Linked DNA regions of Sus scrofa: region 1 is linked to region 2. The links are chromatin contacts, called in public HiChIP or PLAC-seq maps. All regions are on one chromosome and are shown on one strand. The core of a region is the stretch at or near the end of the contact, and the rest is flanking DNA. Distances in the headings are between cores, read along the strand shown.

The links. HiChIP or PLAC-seq counts read pairs in DNA pulled down with a chosen protein or histone mark.
Region 1: an H3K27ac HiChIP or PLAC-seq map of alveolar macrophages shows a contact between it and region 2. The contact joins the promoter of ATP6V1G1 here to the promoter of AKNA in region 2. A contact is called at or near these places in 2 of 47 Hi-C or Micro-C datasets (liver and retroperitoneal adipose tissue) and 2 of 2 datasets of contacts at active chromatin or transcription factors (alveolar macrophages and skeletal muscle).

The regions. Positions count from the first base shown.
Region 1 is chr1:255,149,292-255,155,009 of Sscrofa11.1, reverse strand. ATP6V1G1 (ATPase H+ transporting V1 subunit G1) reads right to left here and starts at 3,101. Exons shown (of 3, transcript NM_001190194.1): 1 at 2,931-3,101. The coding sequence starts at 3,012.
Region 2 is chr1:255,001,176-255,006,840 of Sscrofa11.1, reverse strand. It overlaps AKNA (AT-hook-containing transcription factor), which reads left to right and starts at 2,388. Exons shown (of 22, transcript XM_003480581.4): 1 at 2,388-2,467.

The DNA.
Region 1 (5,718 bases), core at 1,852-4,351, 150 kb before region 2:
TACTCCAGTACTATTTAGGGCCTACTTCTGTCTGCTCAAGCTGAGCTCTATCCCCATGTCCCACACGCTGTCCTTGTCATCAGCTATTCAGTCAAAGCCATATTCCAAAGCCCAGGTTCTTTTCCAGACCAATGAATAACATGGCCCGAACACTATGCAGTAGCTTCACATAATTTCACGATATCATTGTTGGGATCACTACCAATTCCTATGTCTCCCTTAATTATTTACTTAAGGCAAACCATTCTCTACCTGTCAGCAAATAACTTCGAAGTTCAGGGTTTTTTTGACTATGCTTGCAGCACATGAAGTTCCGGTGTCAGGGATCAAACCCTCGCCAGTGACCCGTGCCACAGCAGTCGCAATGGACCCTTTAACCACTAGGCCACCAAGGAACTTCTTCAAAGTTCAATTTTGATCAGCTTCTCTGAAAACCAAAAATAAATATTTGAACAGGAAATCATTTAAGTCTTGTTTTGTGGGCCTTACATGTGGAGGCCAGCATGTTGTTTCACGCCAATGAACCAAACTACGTGAGTTTTTTTTTTTTTTTTAAGTGTTATGGTCTAGACAAGGATTTCATGAAAAATTGGGACTGCATCATTTTACCACAGCATGCTCTGCCTCTTCTTGACTCCTAACTGGGCAAGTCAACCATAATTACAGATCAAGAAAGGCAATAACTTTTTAAAATTGTAGGTTTTCTCAATACCTCTGTTCCTAACTACTGCAAATTCTGAGATCTATATTAACCAACAAACTCACTTCTTTAAAACAAGTTCTTTCAGTCAAAGTGTAATAGCTACCTGAGATATACAAGCCCCAGCACCAGGCCTGATGGGATAAAGGAAGGTGTTTTTGTTTGTTTGTTTTTTGTCTTTCTGCCATTTCTTGGGCCGCTCCCGCGGCACATGGAGGCTCCCAGGCTAGGGGGGTCGAATCGGAGCTGTAGCCACCGGCCTACGCCAGAGCCACAGCAACGAGGGATCCAAGCTGCATCTGCAACCCACACCACAGCTCACAGCAACGCCAGATCCTCAACCCTCTGAGCAAGGCCAGGGATGGAACCCACACCTCATGGTTCCTAGTAGGACTCGCCAACCACTGCGCCATGACAGGAACTCCAAGGAAGGTCTAAAACATGACCCCTACCTCCAAGGCTCTCAGAATCACTCTTACCACACGCCAAGTATTTGTTCCTGCACTTCCCCAAATATTCTCACATGCTTCCCAACAGATACAACTTCTGCTGCTGCTGAACCATCACAGGACAAACTCTGAGAAGTCATTCTGGAAATACTGCATCAAGGGCATGATCAGAAATACTCCATTAGGAACGAAGAACTTTCTAGTCACCAGGGCAAGAATAGAAGGCCTGTTCCCATTTCCAACTCCCTCAAAGAAAGCTTTTCCAAAAAAATGGAGAGTACCACACAACCCCTAACTGAGAAAGTACAAGAGTCATGCTTGAAATCTACTGGAGTATGTGATAAGAATATAAGTATTGTATGCAAAAAACCCCAAGAAATTACTAAGAGTAATAGTTTTTGGTATTGTACCCCAGCTACGGTCATACTATTTGTTTCTGAGTCTCATTTTTCCCATCTGTAAAACAGGAATAAAAACATCTATCTCACCAGATGGGAAACTGAATATAGATAGTTAAATTAGACACGGTCCTTCTCCTCCAGGAGCTTAGTCTAGGGACTGAGCCATATAAACAAACAGGCTATTGCACTGTAATGAGAGAAGTAGGCACTTGGGAGAGGACTCCTAGCCTAGTCTGAGAGGAGAAGACCAAGTGAGAGAAGGCTTCCTGGAAAAACTACTGCCTAAATTTTGAGATCTCAAAGAAGATGAAGGGTTACAGGATAAAGAGAGTAAACTAGGGAAAGGCTCTTCCAATCAGAGGCACCAGCTCTGCAGAGGCTTGCAGGTGACACCCACCAAGGTGCCTTTGAGGAATCACTAAGTCTGGCGACAGTACCTAGAAGTGAGAAGAAAGCCAGAGCCTGATCCAAAAGCACCTCCTACACCCTCTTTAAGGAATTTAGGCTTTATTCTGCAGGCACTAAAGGTGTGTCTGACTGTAGGAGAGGTGGGGAAGTCATATTTGCATTTGAGAGGTACGACTCTGACTGCAGAGAGGAAAAGACGGGAGGAGAGCAGGAAGCCGCCCACGAACCAATCCAGATTCAATCCACCTGTTAAGTACTATGGCAACCTCCTATTTCTCAACGCTGGCCCGCCTCTCACCTGAAATTAATCTACCCAATATTTGCTTCCTTCACTGGGGCTTTGAACACCGCCATAATGGAGACCACAGACATACAGGGTACTGCGTTTGGCACATATTAACAGCTTTGAAAAATACAAATAAAAACGGAATTAACAAACTAGGCTGCTACGGGGACCTCAGAGAACTTGGCGTCCTGGACGACGATGCTGGCTATCAGAATGCAGGAAAAGTGAACAAATAAACCCTGGCGACTTGGCTAAACATGGCGAATGAGGGAGGGTCTGAAACATGGCAAAGGACCGTGTGTTTCCAGATCGAGGATCAGTGTAGACGGTGGCTCCTTTCACTGAGAGCGAGGATCGCCAAAGGCCAAGTGGGAAGGGAAAAGACCATTTGAGTTCCGTTTGGAGATCCCGTTCCACACGCCTCCCAGACCCCAAGAAGGGTGTCCACCTACTATTGTGTCCCCGCCATATCTACCACCAAACGCCGCAACTTCCAGGAGACTGACAAGCCTTCCAGAGCCTAGGAGCCGGAAAACTGCGACTCACACAAGCTTCAGTGACTGTAACCACCACCCCTCCCCCGGCCTCGGCCTGGTCGCAGTCTTTCGGGCCTCACCCACCTACCGCCCCCCGCGGCCTGGCCGCAGTCCTTGGACTAGCGCTGGCCCCTACATCCCGAAACTCACGCTTGCGGGCCTCGGACACCTTCTCCGCGGCTCGCTTCTCGGCCTGGAGCAGCTGCTGGATGCCCTGCGACTGACTAGCCATGGCGGCAGCAACTCCGAGGTGTCCAGGAGCGGCCTAAATCGGCTGACTGGCCCTCTCCGCTCAACTGACCCGCCGCCCCAGGTCTGCGCAAGCGCAAGCGCCCCGCCCACCGTCACGTGACCTCCGCAAACGCGGTGTCAGCTGACTGCACTCGGCGTCTTATGACTCTGAGGGGATTGGGCCGAGACCGATGGGAGGAGGGTGAGCGGAGCGCCTTGACTGCGCTCGCGCAGGATTTTGTTTCATACTCTTGTTTCACAGCCCAAGGCCTTTTCAGTTCCTGTCTTTTGTGTAGTTTGGTGCTTGTGGCAGCTGTGCCAGGTAGTTATTGCGGTAATCTTTGACTTTACAGTACGCTCACATTCAGATCCAGAGAAAAGGGACTGAATCAAATCTCTTCACCTATTCTCCACACCACTTTATTCCCTCCCATTCTGGAATTTTCCTTGACAGTCAAAATATATTAGGAAGCGGGTTAAAGTTCTTGCCAGGCTCTTAGAGGCAATTGAGTTGGGAATACGGAGAGTTGGGGGTCCAGTCTGCCACTAATCTGTGTGGTTTGAGGAAGGTTGCTTTCCTTCTCTGAACCCAGGCTCAGGATAGGAAGTGTTTTTGATAAATGTTTGCTCAGTGCCCACGGAGACGCTAGACCGGTGGTGGTACTGAGGCTACCGCAGAGAGCAGGAGCAGCACGCTTTCAGTTTATGGACAAAAAGATTAACTAAACCAAATCGAAAATTACAAACCGTGGTACAAAGTCATGAAGGAAAAATGCAGGTTGCTTTAAGAAGGAGTAATGTGAGGGTGATGTGGCAGTATCTTTGAAGACTCTCCCAAGGAAGTGGTGCTTAAAATGAGACTAGAAGCAGAAGTTAACCAAGGAAGGATGTTAGGGGACCTTGGGATGGGTGTGATTAGAGGTATATGTGGATTTTGGGGAACGACTTGGCTCAGAGACATCTCCAACTACAAATAGGTAGAAAGCCAGCGGTGGAGTTTTACCATGTGACAAGCCGTGTCCTAAACACTTGACAGCTCTTGACAGTAATTTGGAAGTAATGTTATTAGCTCCAGTCTATAGCTGAACAAATTGAAGCTCAGAGAGGTTAAGTAACCTGCCCAAAGTCATACACTTATTAACTGTCAGATAGGGTGTTTGAATCCAGCCAGGTCTGCAGAATGGAACATCTAACCCACTGTGCTCTTCTGTAAAAATCTTGTCCCCTGTGGAAGGAACTAGATGATCTACAATTCACCAAGCACTGAGAACATAGAATCATTCCAGAACTCTTTAACAGAAGTATCTCTATACTCCAAGAGAAGTTGGATTCCTGCCTCAGGATGTTTTCATTTGATGAAATGGGGGTCAAAAGGAGGCTAAAATCTGAAATTCCTATCGGTTCCTGATGTAAGAACTGGTACTTGTCCAATCAATGATTTTCTGGGAAATTTTTCTATTTTTGGTGTTTTAAGAAAACAATTTATTCAGTCAGCAGAGACAAATACACACTTCTAAGGGTGGAGTGGAGATTGAAAGAGATGGAGTATATCAGAAGAAAAAACAATCCTAAAAAACTGCTGCAGAAAGATGCATGCACCCCAATGTTTACAGCAACGTTACTAACCATTGCCAAGATATGGAAGCAGCCTAAGTGTCCATCAACAGACGAATGGATAAAGAAGATGTGGTTGGTTGGACTTCTCTTGTGACATAGCGGGTTAAGGACCCAGTGTTGACACTGCAGCAGCTTGGGTTGCTTGTGGTGCAGCTTCAATCCCTGGCCCAGGAATTTCCACATGCTGTGGACGTGGCCAAAAAGAAGATGAGTATATATTTACAATGGAGTACTACTACACTATTTTTTTTTAAAGAATGTGATTTTTGACATTTGCAACAACATGGATGGACTTGGAGAATATTACGCTTAGTGAAATAAATCAGAGAAACAAATACTGTATGATAGCCCTTATACATGGAATCTAAAAAATACAACAAACTAGTGAATATAACAAAAAAGGAAAACTCACAGATATAAGGAGTAAACTAGTGGTTACTGGTGGGGAGAGGGAAGCTTTTCTAGTTTAAAGGTTCTGCTTTCTGGCTGTTGACAAGTGGGATCTTAATAGAAACTCAAACCAATACTACACAAGAGGTGCCCCACAAAATAGTGCAGCCCACACAAAGTCCAGAAAGGTTACTCCCCAAAACAGTCTAAAAAAGCGAGGACCTTTGTTACGTCACTAATAAAGCAATGAAGGTTGAGACCACAAAGGCCCCTCATGGACTGGAACCTCTTATGACAAACTCCCCTGGGAGGTGGCATGGCTGGACAGAGGGACTGGTAGGAAGCCCAGTCTGTTTGACTGGCTGCCAAACACACGTCTTTATGTAAGTACACCTTCCAGATGGCAGAGACCAGAGATATTCCAATGGGTTTATAAGCCAAGCTCTTAAGACCTAGAGCAAGACAAAAGGCAAGCTTAATCAGACCAATGGCATTCTTCCTTATGACAATGGATGCAAAAGACAGAATCAAAGAAAAACAGAGATCATCTCTGGGAGGAAAAGGATCAACACACCAAGAGCATGCAATTGAATTTCAGACCGAGAGTTGCTGAGTCCATGGAATTAGTCCTACAAATATTTCCTCCTGCTAATTCAGGTTTAGAAAAGAGAAAAAGCTCTTACCATTCCTGTTTGCAACA
Region 2 (5,665 bases), core at 1,139-3,638:
TGGGTGAATTGGCCTTCAAATCATGCGGAGCCATTTCTGCTTCGGAGAAAGCAGGGCGAGGGGTGGAGTAGCCCCCTGTGAGGATCACAAGGACAGAGAACAAGGCACACCCCAGAGAGTCCACACTTCAGAGTCTGACATCTGGAATAGAATTCTCCTTCCACCACGTCCTGGCTGTGTGATCTTGGGCAGGTCACTTAACCCCTCTGAGGCTCCGTTTTCTCCTCTTTTCTTTTTTTTTTTTTTAATCACGGTATATATTTATTTATTTTTATTCTTTTTTTTTAAAAATTAAGTATAGTTGATTTACAGGGTTGTATTAGTTCCAGGTGTACACAGCAAAGTGTACAGCAAATATATATATATATATATATATATATATATATAAATATATATATATATTTCAGATTATTTTCCAGTATAGGTTATTACAAGATACTGATTTTTAAAATTTACAATGTTGTGCCGATTTCTGCTGTACAACAAAGTGATGCAGTAATACATACATACATATATATATATATATATATATACATCCCCTTCCTTATATAATTTATATAATTTTCTGTCATGGTCTATCCCAAGAGGCTGGCTCTAGTTCCCTGTGCTGTACTGTGGGTCCTTGTGGTTCATCTGTTTTATATGGAGGACTATGTATCTGTTAATCCCCCAAACTCCTAATTTATCCGTCCTCCGAACCCTTTTTCCTTTGGTAGCCCCAAAGTATCTGTGAGTCTATTTCTGTTTCTATTTCTATTTCTGTCTATTTCAGTATCTGTGAGTCTATTTCTGTTTCGCAAATAAGTTTATGTGTGTCATGTTTTTTAGATTCCACATACAAGGGATATAGTAATTGTCTCATTTTTAAATGGGGGAATATACTAACCAAACTTGTGAGTTATTGGAAGGAGTATCTAAAATGTTTGCCCTGGCAAAGAGTAAGCCTCCGTGAATAGAAGCTACTACTATGATTATCATTTAATAAGTGTGTGGGAGTCACTGGCAACCCGGGAAATGGCAAAGAGCTTTCTGCCAAGAGGAAAGAGAACTGGCCTGCAACACAGCTGGATGCCAGACCTTGGGCAACTCACTTCCTGTCTCTGGGCCTATCATACCCCCTTCCCTCTGTGAAATAGGACTGGTCTAGGAAACTTTTTTTGGGGGGGGGTGCTTTTTTGGGGGTCACACACATAGACGTTCCCAGGCCGAGGGTCAAATCGGAGCTACAGCTGCCCACCTACACCACAGCCACAACAACACGGGATCCTTGACCCACTGTGCGATGCCCGGGATCAAACCTATGCCCCCATGGATACTAGTCGGGTTTGTTTCTGCTGAGCCACGATGGGAACTCCTGAGCAACCCTTTAAATTAGTGTTATTCATTTATTTCTTATATACCTAATGCTATGCTTATTTATTTACTCCCCTCAGCAACCCTGTGAAGTGAGTTAAAAATTCCATTTACATGCTAGCAGCCAGCAGCAGAAGTAGGGCGAGAGCCTAGGCCAGTTTGACACCTTACACTGCCACCCTTCACAGTGAGCTTTCTGTGAATAATGGATCATTTATGTCCCATTCTCACTGCAGGACCTTGGGCTAGTTCTCATCTCTTTCCAGGCCTGCGTTTCCCTGCTTATCTAATGATGATTTGGAGTAGAATGCGCTTGGGGAGGTGATGGTAATACCTACCTATCTCATAGGAGAGGACTGAGCATAGCAAGAGTATACCACAGTATCTGACACGTCGTTAAGTGCTCAAGAAAACTTTATTATAACTGTTATGAACCAGTCATTTCAGCTATCAAAGTTTGTGGTTTTGGAGTTCCTGTGATCTTTTCTGTGCCAACTCCTCTTGGAGTTCCCGACGTGGTGCAGCGGAAACAAATCCGACTAGGAACCATGAGGATGTGGGTTCGACCCCTGGTCTCGCTCAATGGGTTAAGGATCCGCGTTGCTGTGAGCTGAGGGGTTAGGTCACATACGGGGCTCAGAAACTGCGTTGCTGTGGCTGTGGCGCATGCAGGCAGCTGTAGCTCCGAATCAACCCCTAGCCTGGGAACTTCCATATGCTGCGGGTGCGGCCCTAAAAAGCAAAAGCAAACCAAAAAAAAATTGTGTTTTTTTTTCTCATTGTGGCTCTGTGCGATCCTGCACAAACGTCTTAACTCCAGGCCTCAGTCTCCCATCTGCAGTCGGGCGGGTTCCAGAAGGACACGCACTCTCCCAGATTTGAGATTTTCAGTCCCAGGGCCGCCTCCAAACCCCTGGGGGAGGGCCGTAGGCTGCCGCCTCTCTGTGATTGGTGGAACTTCCAGAGACCGCGCCTCCTAGGGCCGCGCCCAGGCCGTCACAGGCGGGCCTCCCGGATTATGCAAAATGTCGTCGCCCCGCCCCGCGCCCGGATTGGAGGCCTTTGTTTGCCGCTCAACTCCAGGAAACCACCCGCGCGCCGCGGCGGCCGGCAGGTGAGACTCGGGGAGGGGCTCGCGGTGGGTCTGGGGCGGGTCCTGGCCCCTCGCTGGGTCTCAGTTTCTCCGTCGGGGGAATGGGGAGGAGAGTGGACAGCGTGGATGAGCTCGGAACCACAGGGACCGAGCTGCTTTCGGTCTCTCCCACGTGGAAACCCCTGCGCACAGGAAGGAGACGGATCACGGCTCCGGGAATGAGAGGGAACCCTGGACTAGCTATCAGGGTCCGATTCCAAACCCCGCCGTCTTTGAGGCCACCCTCAAGCCTCAGTCTCCACCTCCGCGCAATGGGGGCGTAGACCTTTTTTCTCCCTCTCTCTCTTCCAGCTGTGGCTGGGCACAGGGAGGGGAGGGGTCCCCAGGGAATCCGGGGGTGGTCCTTGGCGGGGCCTCAGGCAGTGTTTGGGTTGGAGGTGTGGCCCGGGTAGCTGTGGTTACGGGAGAGGTGGGACTTCTCTGCCCTGGGATTTGTGTGATATTCGTTCACCCGGCAACAACCTGCGCAGCCTGACAACTCGGAGCCACACGTCCTCCCCGGACGCCTAACGCAAGTTTCTTTTCCTCTTTTTGGCAGGGGTAGGGAGGTAGGGCAGGGGCCAGCGCGAGGGTGGGCAGCTCCGGCAGTGGTAGGAACTGAACCGGACTGCAGGAATAAGGCCAGCCTCTCTCGATACACAGATGGCGATACTGAGGCTCAAAGCGAGGCTGAGACTTGCCCAAGGGCGCACGGCGGGGCGGGCACAGAGCTGGCTTCTCCCCAGTGTGAAGGGTCTGGCACTCGCAGAACCAGAGGCTTTTTGCTGCGCCACCTTGGACAAGACTCTTCCCTGCTCCTTCCCCTGGCTTCTTTTGGGGGAAACAAACAAACAAAAAAACAGGTTGGAGTGGGTCATTATCTGCGTTTCTAAAGCTTCTTCTAGGTAAGAAAGTTGGAAAGCAAAGTTACTGATAACGAATCCGGGCTATTTGGGAGCTGAGAAGAGAAGCTGAGAGAGGCCACAGTAAAAAGAGACATTGTTCCTGTCCTCTAGATGGGAAGGAGAAGAAAAGATTAAAACTGAAGCATGAAGGACTGAGGTTAGATACATATAGGGACTTCCAAAGAGACATTTCCAGGCACCTTCTTTGGAGTTGATAGATTTTATTTTTTGCATGTTGGTTTTGTTCTGTCAAGAAAGAGAATTTCTGCCTATCCATTTGAGGGGGCCTAAGTCTGGCTTACTTACCAAAAGGGGATGGACACCATGGTCTTTGGGGGACTATTTGGTTTATTCCCAAAGGCAGTCTCAGTTCTTCAGAAAGAAGGAGAAAGTGCCCACGTGAGACCTTTGCTTCCCAAAGTCCGGTGGTTTGCATTTGAAACATGTGATTGGGTTGTTTCTTGCAAGGGGGTTTCATCAGCTCCCATCAGCCTGTGGAGTCCACCAGAAACGCCAGGGTTTCCAGAGAGACTGGGAGTGGTCCCGGCACCACGGCTGTCATGCTGAGAGGGTATTTTGGAAACTAGTGCACACCAAGAGCATTTCCATTTATCCTCATGAGGTGGGGAAGAAAGGGTTTGGGGTGTTTTTTTTTTTTTTTTAGGACCACACCCTTGGCATATGGAAGTTCCCAGGCTAGGGACTGAATTGGAGCTACAGCTGCCAACCTATACCACAGTCAGAGCAGCACCAGACAGATCCAAGCCATGTCTGTGACCTACACCACAGCTCACAGCAATGCCAGATCCTTAACCCACTAAGCGAGGCCGGATATTGAACTGGCGTCCACACACACACCAGTCAGGTTCATTTCTGCTGAACCACAGCAGGAACTCCGAAAGAGTTTTTTAAGCATCCAGCTGAATCACTAGCTGAATTCCAGGTCCTTTTTATGTTTCCTCAGTCCTGGGAGGTGGGACAGATCTGGAGACTGGAAGTTAGAAGAACTTGGATTGAATCCTCACCCTGGCTTCAGTTCTGAGTGCCTCAGTTTTCCCCTCTGTAGAATGGGAATGGAAATGCCACTTTAAGGTTCAAGTGATGTGGCATTAGAAAGTGTTGTTCAGGCCACATTCTAAGTTTGGAGATAAGGAAACTGAGGCTCAGAGAACGGAAGGAATAGCAACAATAACAACAGCTAGTGGCTATAGAATACTCTGTTCCAGCCGCTGTGCCAAGGCAAGGGTTTTACCAGCATGAGTTGGGGGGCAGGCAGGAGCTCTTGTTCATCTTATTACCCATCATCCTCTTTGTGCCCAATACAGAGCCATACATATGGTATGGTATTCAATACACTGTTGTTTATAGCCTAGATTATATCACTTAGTGTTCATATTGTTGGCATACAATGGGTGCTGTTACTATTTCATTTTACAAATGAGACCTCTGAGATCAGAGATGTTAAGTCGCTCACCTTAGAGGTCACAGAACTCTTCATTAAGATTAGTTGATCCTTACTTTGGGATGTTGCAAAGGTGTGTCATCTGGTGCCAGCCAATTGTGTGTTTCTCTTCCCAGTACTGTGTTCAGTGACATCGTGTTGGTAGCTTGAAATTGACCATAGTAAGGGTATTTACATTACAGAAATTAGTAAATGCCACAATTCGGGGCTTTTTCTTCTCCTTCCCTTTTTTTCTTTTTTAATAAGAGAACTGCATGTGAAGGGTGTTGGGTGATGGAAGACCAGCCTTGCTCTGCATGGCTGCCAGAAGTTGGAGGATTCCTGGTGGGGCAGGAAGCTTCACCAGCAGCCCTGCACCCCACCACAGCTCCCCTCAACTGTGGGGTTTTGAAAGGAAACTTTTATGAGATGAGAAGGCTCCTCTGTGATACGAGTTGTGCAGTGCAGCAGCCCTCTCTGGCTTGGGGATAGGTCATTAGGAGCCTCAATTCCAAGCCCAAAAGTCTGGCCTCAAACCTGAAAGTAACAGCAGCCATTGATGGACTTTAAGCAGGGAAAGGCTTGGCCAGAATGATGCGCTAAGAAGATTTATCTGAGGCGATTGGAGCATGAGTTGGGGGCAGGGCAGCCGGGAAGAGGAGCTGGTTGACCAGGGGAGCCAGGGGGAGGCTAACAGCCCCCCTCGTTTTCTGAGCTCTTCCTGTGTGCTAAGCCTGGCAAACATACTGTCCCGTTAGTTTACAAGCACGTCCCTGAGCACAGGGTCCCCCTCATCTGCAGATGAGGATAGAGGGAGATCTGGAAACATATCTA